Linked DNA regions of Triticum aestivum: region 2 is linked to region 1. Evidence: chromatin contacts called from public Hi-C data. All regions are on one chromosome and are shown on one strand. Each heading gives the region's core, a stretch centred on a gene start, on an enhancer-like site or on the middle of the called end of the contact. The rest is flanking DNA. Distances are from core to core; before and after follow the strand shown.

Region 1 (4,834 bases), core at 1,321-3,820:
TGAAATCATGTATTTCGTTTATCAGTTTTCAGGACACCGATTCTTGCTTAAAACTCCTCCCATGTGACTTTGACAAGAAACTCTTCTTGCGTATTTTATACTAAATTGATTTAGTATTCTATCAATATGTATTTTTTTAAGATAGTCAATATGTATTTTGGCTAAGACAGATTAGGCACTACTATCTCCATAGATCATTATGACTAATACCAGGACTATATATTGCCTAAGTACTTTACTGATAAACTAGTTTCAATGAAGCCTTAATTCGTGTCAAGAAATTTATATAATTTCCAATCAACAATGTGTCATGCACATATAGTGTTTAGAAATATTATCATGCTCCCGCTTACTTTCTTGCAAATACAAGCATCTTCGCTTTCCTCGATGAAATCAATTATTTGACCATTTCATCGGAGGATTTCAACTCCACTTTGCTTGCTTCAATTCATTATAGGATCTCTTGAAGTTTGCACATTTACTAGCATCCTCTGGATTGACAAAATTACCTTCGGACCGTATCGAATATACAACCTTGGTTCTATCTCCATCTCATGGGAATAATTTTGACATCCATCTATTGTACTACCTCCGTTCGGGTTTAAAAGTCCCCTAACCCAAATCATCAAGACCAAGACGTGCTCTGCTCGAGGTTCCTCAAAAGTTGTTGCTAGTCTAACCAACCAGAGGGCTTTGTTTCCTATTTATTCTCTGGCTACTAACTTCCCAAGCGTAATTGCAGCGCATGCCCCACAGCTGCCTTAGAAAAAGGAGTGCATGCATTGGTTGCGTTGTTTACTGTAGCTGCATGCAGGAGCTTGAAAGCTGGAACGACCGCTGCATGCTTGGCTTGCATTTACTATTAGAGGCACGGACCAATAAAAAGGAGCAGAGCTCTGCAAGCGGCCTATTAATTTTGTACGGGGCTCGGTGGCTCTGGGGACTTCTAATCCCGGACGAAGGTAGTATCTCATAATATAAATATTTAGTAATTGCTAGTTTAACCCGAACTGACTTTAAGTATTGCTATGATGAGACAATCTCGTCATAATCAACTCATTGATCTTGTCATAAACTATTTGTAACAAGTCAAGCTTTATAAAACACTTTTATCTTTGTCAGTCTATATATCCATTACTATACTTTAGACTCTAAATCTTACAGAGGGTTCCTCAAGTTCTAAACTTGAAATATGTATATGGATACTATCTGGATTATTTTGGCATATAGCTAATACCGGAGCCAGGTTCCATCAACACTTCTCTCTAAATGATAGGTTCATTGTTTGTTCAACAATATTTCGTCTGCACACCATGCAGGTCTACACGAATTTGCCCAACCTATATAGTTCAGCTGCAAGTTCAACCGAAATCACTACACCTTATGTAGAGACTTCCATATCAATCACGGTATGAAATTCTAGAACTAATTCTAGATTTTCTTTTCTTTGACCTAATTATGAAGATTATGTAATCCCATCGAGTTGCATTGTCCTCCTACTCACTATTTTGCAGAAATTTTTTTCTTCCAAACTTCCTGCATTCTGTGGCAAAACACTTTGCCTTGTCGTAGTGATAAAGGAATACCCAACTATTTGGGATAACTAACAGAGTAGTACTCATACCATTCCATATCTTATAGGGTGTCATTTCAACAGATTTGATGGCGCTGCTTTTCAGTGTAAAAATCACAGTCTCTAAAGCATCATATTAAAAAGTATATTCACAAATTGAGTGATGTCATCTTTGATCTCACCATGTCACACATAGTTTTATTATATCTACTCAAAACATTCTACTCTTAGTGATGTTCTTAATTGTTAATTTTATGCAAAATAGCGAATATTTACAGAACTCATGAACCTTATTTAGCTTTGGAACATTTTGCAAACTTGCAAAAAAAATGTTCATGAATAGATCTAAGCTTGTGAAAATTTTCAAAGCTTTTCAAAAAATAATAATTTATGAACATTCTTAAATTCCGTTTTTTTCTAAAAACTCTAGAACATATTTAATGTATGTACATTTTGTTCCATATTGTATTGAAGTTGGTAGAAATATTAAATCTAAAAGTAAAAAACTAGACCCCAAAAAATAGATAACCAACCAAAAAAAAGGGCACATACCATCGCGCTAAGGTTGGCTCGGCCCAGAAATAATGCACGTCTGTCTATTTTGCTAGGGGATTCGATCCCAGGTCATTCGTATAGTGGGGATTTCCTATTTGGCGCTACAGGCGCCTGTTACAGTGCAATTTGCAAACGGGCGCCTGCAGCAGTCCAAACTGGGCCGGCCCATTCTATTTTTTCCTTCTTGCTTTTCCTGCTTTTGGAAAGGTGAAAGGTCAAAAAAGAGTGCTGCTGGGGAATCGAACTTGCAACCTTCCCGTTGTAGGCTATCCACTCATCTCTACTTCTAATGTCTCAGTTGGTAGGTCGCGTTCCGCGTTTTATTTTCGTCCCACCATTTTCGTTCGGTTTTTTTTCGTCCTCACTCCCACCTCCCACCTCCCACCTCCCCGCACGTAACCATCCCATCGATAAAAAAACCCACCAAAACCCACGTTAGGAAGGAGCGAGGCGATCAGAGCTAGGGAGGGAGCGAGCGCTAGAACGAAAAAACCATGAGAAAAAAACCTACGAAAAAAAGCCTACAAAAAAATCGACGACTAGCGAGCGAGGGGTTCAGAGTGCCCTCGATCCCCATCCAGATCCCTTCGCCGCCGCCCTCGCTCGCACATCAAGCGCCCTCGATCCTGCGCCGCCGAACCTTCGCCGTCAGCGATCCCTTCGGACTCCTCCGCCAGCCATGCTTTACCCTCCTCTGTGTGCTGGTGGTGGTGATGCAGCGCGTCATCGATCGCGAGATCTGCAAGCCCAAGTACCGCTGCGCTTGGGCCTGTGTCGACACGGCCGCGGACGGCGGTTGCAGGACGACCGAATGCGGCCTCCAGTACTCAACGCAAGATCAGATCGGCACCTGCCCGATCCCCATCCGAGTCCAGGGCAGGCCGTGCCGTCCGCGGTGACCGGCCATGCTTCAGCCTTCGCCTGCTCCGGCCTGAGTCTAGGGCCGTCAGGACCACCTCCCAGCCGTTCGACGGTTTGCCTGACTCGCTTCCAGCATGTATGTATGATCGGTCATACCCCGCTGCCTTCCTCTTCACCGGAGCCAAGTATGTATGATCTATCATTGTACATTAGCTAGCTAGGAGATGTCATGTTCGTGCTTTTTGTCATCTTCCTGAACACGCATCTGAATGTTTGTGCATTGGAATTGCGGGTCTTTCGGATTAACTGTTCCATGCTACGGCCTTAGTTTTTAATTTGACTGACTATCTACAATTCTACACATGCTCTCCAAGATTGTTCCTGTGAGTTTCTTTAAAACCTATTTGCACACCTAGCTAGATCATACAGCTGATAACGTATGGAGTTTTTTTTTTGAGATCTGTTTATCTCAGGGCTCTGACACGCTGGTTCCATTTAAACAGTTTTTAGAGCTAGCATTTTTCTGTTTTTTATATGGATGATATGCAAAAGTATTTAACACTGCATTTTTTTAACCCATAACTTGGTTGTGTTAATTAATAGTACAAACTACATTGGACTTGTATGTGGATTTGATTTGGACTTTCTGTACATAGTCGGCTAAACGGTATTACTTCTAATCATCAGTAACTTGTATGTGGATTTGATTTGGACTTTCTGTACATAATTTTTTAATAAAAAACACATATTAACTTAGTTATCTAAAGTAATTCCTTTTCATTTATATAACCTTATGACTTAGATACACAGTTCTTGTGGCACCAGCGGCCAACTGGGATAACAAACAAACCAGTGCATGACAATCTGAAGAGCCAGCAGGGGAAGTGAGTCACCTATGAGATATGCACAACAGCACAACCCTCAGGCAGAAAACTATCCCCCCATTGGTGGTTAGCTGATCTCAGTATCTTATGTACTGCATGAAACTTATAGGGAAGCTCATGTGAAATATGACTTTAGACAGCCTGTGTACATGGTCAGCAAGCCACCTACGGGAGCACTGTTTTCCTGTAGTATATTTTCTTTGTATTAATATGAACTGCAGATCTCTTTTTTTGTTGATATCTTCGCTGGCGTAATGCATCTGATCGGTAAGCATTAGGATTCATTCATTGTCTTTCTTTTGCTGGTTTTAGCGAAGGTGTATTCATGTGAGCCGATCGAATTCCTTCCTTTTCTTGCCTTCAACTATCTGATGCATGTTGCTTATGGTTTTTTAGTCATCAATTTACCTTTCCGTGCAAAAACATATGTACCTTTGCCATTTCTTTTGCAGATACTGGTGATGAGCTCAACAACAGCATCATTGTTGGTAAATACCATCAGCACTTACAGTCTACTCCACCTACAAAGAGCTATGGCAAGGTGCACACTTTAGTGATGAGCTGGGAAGAGAATGAAGTTTCTTTTTTATCTTGTCTGGTCGTAGATCGAGTGACATGAAGGATGCTGGCTGTTGGTGCTCGTTCAACAGGATCATCTGAATAATGTTTTTCCAACACATTCTGATGTCTTCTCAATTGTGCACCGGGCTCTTCTTTTAGCCAAGGACTTCTGATAAATAATAATCTAGGCAATAGTTGAATCCCAAGGACCCATTGAATTTAGAAATGGACTCTTATGATGTCTGACCCCAGAAATTCCAATAAGCAGAGACGATGTTTTATTTTCTTTGTCGGTGACACAACCAAAGGGAACATATGATATTGTTACATGCAAACTAAAAGATATAGCAGGTACCTAAGAGTGAATAACAATCTAATTTCCTTTCTTTTTCTTAGCAAT
Region 2 (4,834 bases), core at 1,501-4,000, 430 kb before region 1:
TAGCTCCGTACGTGCTCCAACCGTCTCGATTTGTACTTCAGCAAGTACGTACTCCGTTGTCCGCTGTCAAGCATGACATAGCTTGCCCGATATGCCAGGCTAAGTCCGCCGGTGGCACTTCTCCACGGCACATGACACGAGCTAAACTCATCGTCGTCGTCCTTCTAGCGAGCTTCGTTCAGGGTTCTGATGAACAAGGAAAGCACGTAGTACATGTAACTTTTGCGCAGAAACACAATCCAAATCCCAGCTTAAAGCGAAGATTTCATTTCCGACCGCGGGCTCGGGCGCAGCCTGCAGGCGATCTCCAAAGCATATGATCACCCTGCATAATTGGCCTTTTGATGGATAAAGCGGCTGCCACCGCCAAGCTGCCACATACGGTTGATGCGTCCAGGACTGGCCAAAAGCTGCCACTTACGGAGGAACTCACCCCGCCATGGGAGGCTGGGTGGATCCATTTGGTGCCGGCCACATTAACTAGTGGTAAGCACAGTAGCTGATGCTGCCAGTATTCAATCGCCGCGAGCTGCGGTTAGCAACATGTAGGAGTAACTAACTAACAGCTTGGCCATTAATCTATGGTGGAAATGTCAGCTCCTGTGTTGTTCGGGGCAGCCCACAGAGAGCATGTGACCAACCACCATTGCCAAATGCCAAAGTGCCAAACAGACAGAGCTTAGGTACCGTGGGCGTCAAACTTTTAAACTCTCTGCAGGAGCATAAACTAATGTGCAGCGCCGACGCGAATCTGCCCAACGAGCTTCCAGCCCAAAAGGCTCTCCGCACGATTCCGTCCCACCACCTGCAGCCGCAGCTTGCAGGTGCGCCCACAGCCGGCGCCGTGCTTATGATTGAGAACTCGGCGCCAAGAATTGCAACAACAACACAGAGAAACGCCATCACTCATGAGAGGCCATGAGCATGAACGAGATCGATGCACAGGTGCATGTGCATTGGTACATGGCAATGGCATCATCTCTTGTATGGATGTAGTATTAGCTACTCGTGTTCTGAACTTCTTTCATGCATCTTAATCAGGTGCAAATGTATCAAGAGGAGTAAAAAAAAAAGCAGCCTCACTCTTACTAACAGATCCTGACGAGAAACCCTGAAAATGTACACGGACACGCTCCGATCGACGGAGCCGCTTCAGAAGCGATCCAACACAGATGTGGCAGCAACCCATGTGATGCGAGCTAGATTAATCTGTCGAGGCCCGGTGGACGCCGAAAATACAGAAGATCCACCGAGGGCTATGCATGGCCGGGCTCAGCTCGCGGCCTCGTCGATGCTGTGCAGCGAGGGCCGCCATTGCCGGTGCCGGGCGCCGGAGCTCCGGTGGCCATCTCCTCCGTCCTGGCGTGCCAACTGCAGTCACAGGTGTAGAGTAATCAGAAGATGGAACATTTGCATGTTGCCGCGGTTCAGAACAGAAGCAGAAAGGGATCTCGCAGACGATTCTTTGCTCCTGACACTAGTTGCGACTCTTCACTATTTTATTTACCATCATGATTCTTTTATCATTCTGCATCCCTCTATTTTAAGCACTAATTTCCCTTCTGGACGGTACATGGCATCAATCAATTGGATCCACAGGACCACATCTTGTTTTATGCATGTCAATTGGGGACTGAGAATTGTCAGTGTCAGGTACTCCAAACCGATTCTCTCCATTGAGCTAAATGCTAACGGTTTCTGCTGAAACTAGGCAGATTTTGCAGCTGCACAAATTCTAATGGCGATTACCCAAATAAAATTCATCTTCCGAGTGTTGCGTGTGGACGAACTGAGGAAGAAGACATGAGAATCGCGAGGAACAACTAACCAGTAGCCCTTGGAGGGAAGGCAATTAAAGGCGCATCAATCATGCAGAGAACGTGCATGGGGGCATCGGCGGAGGGGGAAATTATATGAGACCTGGTCTCATATAATTTTTTTCCGGCGGAGAGAGAGAGAGAGAGAGAGAGAGAGAGAGAGAGAGAGAAGTAGTTGGATTGAATAGAGCTCAAGTCCATGTAACCACCTGATCGAGACTCTCATCCAAGCTGGCCTCGTCGTCGTCGTCGTCGACGTCGTCACCGTCCGCCGCCGGCCGCAGCTTGCTCTGCCGCGTCGACGACTCCAGCTGCTGCAGCTGCTGCCGCGCCTTCCTCAGCTTCTCCTCCTTCCTCGCCTGCACCGCCTTGGTCACCTCTGCGCGCACCATTTTTCCATGCCATGTTAGCAGTGGGCACAGCATGGAGGAGAAGAGGCAGAGGACGAGAATCGGTGACTCGAAGCCTACCGTTGGCGGTGATGAGGCGGTAGACGTGGCCGAGGAGGAGCGTCTCCTTGGGCTTGAGGAGCTTGACGCGGGTGAGCCGCACGGTGCGGCGGGCGCCGCCGCCGTCGGCGTCCTGGCGCTCCTCGGCGACCCGGAGCGTGACGAGCGCGACGTAGTGGCCCGGGTTGGCGCGCATCACCTCCGCCGCGGGGGTGGACCAGTAGAGCCGCTCCACCCGCCCGCCCGGGTGCTGCACCACCGCCGCCGCCACCTCCGCCGCCTGGCAGTTCCCCATCCCCGCTCACTCCGGCCCGCCGCAGCCGCACACGGGCACACACACGCTCCCCGTGACCAGAGCTGGGTGCTGGTCCTATAGCTTGGCTTAGCCTGTGCCGGCCGGGGAAACGTGGGCGAGGGAGAGCGCGAGCAAGTGGCGAGCGTGTGGTGCGCCAGTATTTTATAAAGAGGAGAGAGAGCAACGGCTCGGTTGCCGAGGTGGTGCCGTGGTGGTGGTACATATCCCGTCCCGGTGACCGGTTCGATCGTTTTCGACCTCGCGATCACCACGTGAACAGACGCTGTCAGGTACTGCATTTTTGGGTGCACCGCTCGTCGGAGACGTCAGTCTGCGGCCGGCGTAGCAACAAACGGCGAGAGACGGAGACCGGCCGCATCTACAAAACGATTGCTTTTCGTGGGCCGTCGTGTACGGATGACGGAGATCGGCCGAATTAACCAGTTTTGCTTCCATCTACTATCTATCTATCTCCCCGAATTAATTGAATTCTATGCACTCGATCAAGCAAAAGTTGCTGGTTTGGCCGAGCTGATCTTGACACTGGGCCTACATCCACCCCGCTAAAAATTGTTTGGCATTCATCCGTGCAGTTTTTGTTGGTCGTCGTGCACTAAACTTGAAGCAAAATGTTGTGCTCTGGCAGTGCTAGTTTTGTTGCTATTCACCTGCACGAGAATTTTAAAGTGCACCGCAACAGCAAGAATTAAAAGCACCACGCACCGAATGACGTTAGTGGGAGCGCAAACTATACATGTATGGTGCAACCGGAAGTCCACTCTCAAGCATGAGCCCCTTGCAGTTGCATTTCCAAACTAAACCATTCATGAATGGAATGCCACGGAGAGGCCCCGTGATAAATGCCACACATCGTGGCTCAATATGCATACACAACTCATGACTGATCTCCCCGCAAAAAACAAAAAAAAAAACTCATGACTGATCTGCCCTTGTATCACTATTCTATGATGGCTTGTTAAGCTCGTCATCATTCTTCCTCTCCGTGCTGCCCCCTGGTGATGCCAGGGATGGGCTTATAAATTCGGATGACAATTCCCCTGCCCAGCTCCCAACCAGCATCGCCCTGGAAACAAGCCAGTCCAACGCAGTATCTTATGCGGGATTGTTCCCAGCAGGCATCACTTCTCTTTGAAGAAAGAAGAAAATAGTGATGGGCGCGTTTTATAATGGACACAAATGCCGGTTGCTGGAGAGAAGAAATGTGATCTGCACAGATGCGGCTAGCCATCGGACTCGTCAACTCGTCATGGGTTTTCCTTATGGCTAGGGCAACCATTAATTAAGCCGCTCCTGTGTGCTTATCTCGTCTGCTTAGTGGTGGTGGCGCAATTGGTGTTCACGTCCGCGCCGGCGCGGTCAACACCGCGCCGGCGAGGAAGCTGTCACGGCGGGTCAGGCGTCCGCGTCGACCTGCACGGTGTCGGGATCAGAGTCGCGTAGCCCCGCGGGACTGAATTTATGAGGCCATGTGCGCCACTCGCTCCCTAGCTCCGATGCCCTGCCCGAGTCGGCGTCTCGCGCTGGTGCGCGCGCCCTCGGCTCCATGGCGTCCGCCGTTTGTACTGAGGCCGATCGGACTCGGGCGTGGCGGTGCGTGGCGTACGTAGGAATTCATTGTCCATGTGTATGAGCACAGGAGGGAGGCGGTGATGGACTGTTGCGCGCACGGGAAAGTCGCCTCTCCAATAGATTTCCGACGCCGATGTGACCGTGTGAGGTGAGGCGAGGCCATGTCCTGTCCGCATCGCCTCGTCGAGGATTCAACGAGCGCCGGAAACCGGCCGTAAATCCTGCGCGGCGCGCCGCTGGTTTTCACATGCGTGCTTCGGCGGGTGAAGTGAACGAGATGCGATGCGAGCTCCGGTCGACGTTGCTCGGGATCTCGGGTGGACGTTTTGGGTGCGCAATCGATGATTCGGGGAAGGAAAACGACGAGTTCGCACCGATGCTTTCGCCGCGCGGGAATCCCACGGTGCGGTGTACGGCTCGTCTTCTCGTGGCAAGTTGTGTGCGTGATGCTACGTGCATGTCGCGGTCGTACGTGTCTTGAGCTTGACCATGGCGAGCGATTAAGTTCACGGGCGCGATGGCGCCATGGATGGATGGATGTATGGGCCAGCTGAACCTGCAGGCCCGTCTGAAATGATTTCCCCAATAATGCGTACAGCGTACCTACTGCGGTATAGCAGTGCCCGTATGCACCTGACCTGACCCGACCCTGACCGTATGTTTATCCATACAGTGCATAGGGC

Evidence for each region. A called contact is a pair of places that touch in the nucleus more often than the background predicts.
Region 2: a contact with region 1 is called in a Hi-C map of leaf, with 5 times the contacts expected there. The contact joins the promoter of LOC123138266 here to the promoter of LOC123138265 in region 1. A contact is called at or near these places in 2 of 5 Hi-C or Micro-C datasets (both in leaf).

Annotation. Positions count from the first base shown.
Region 1 is chr6B:606,407,912-606,412,745 of IWGSC CS RefSeq v2.1, reverse strand. It overlaps LOC123138265, which reads left to right and starts at 2,570. Exons shown (of 7, transcript XR_006468937.1): 1 at 2,570-3,174; 2 at 4,326-4,414.
Region 2 is chr6B:606,840,456-606,845,289 of IWGSC CS RefSeq v2.1, reverse strand. LOC123138266 reads right to left here and starts at 2,750. Exons shown (of 3, transcript XM_044558208.1): 1 at 2,288-2,750; 2 at 2,027-2,196; 3 at 892-1,371. The coding sequence starts at 2,561. The coding sequence ends at 1,273.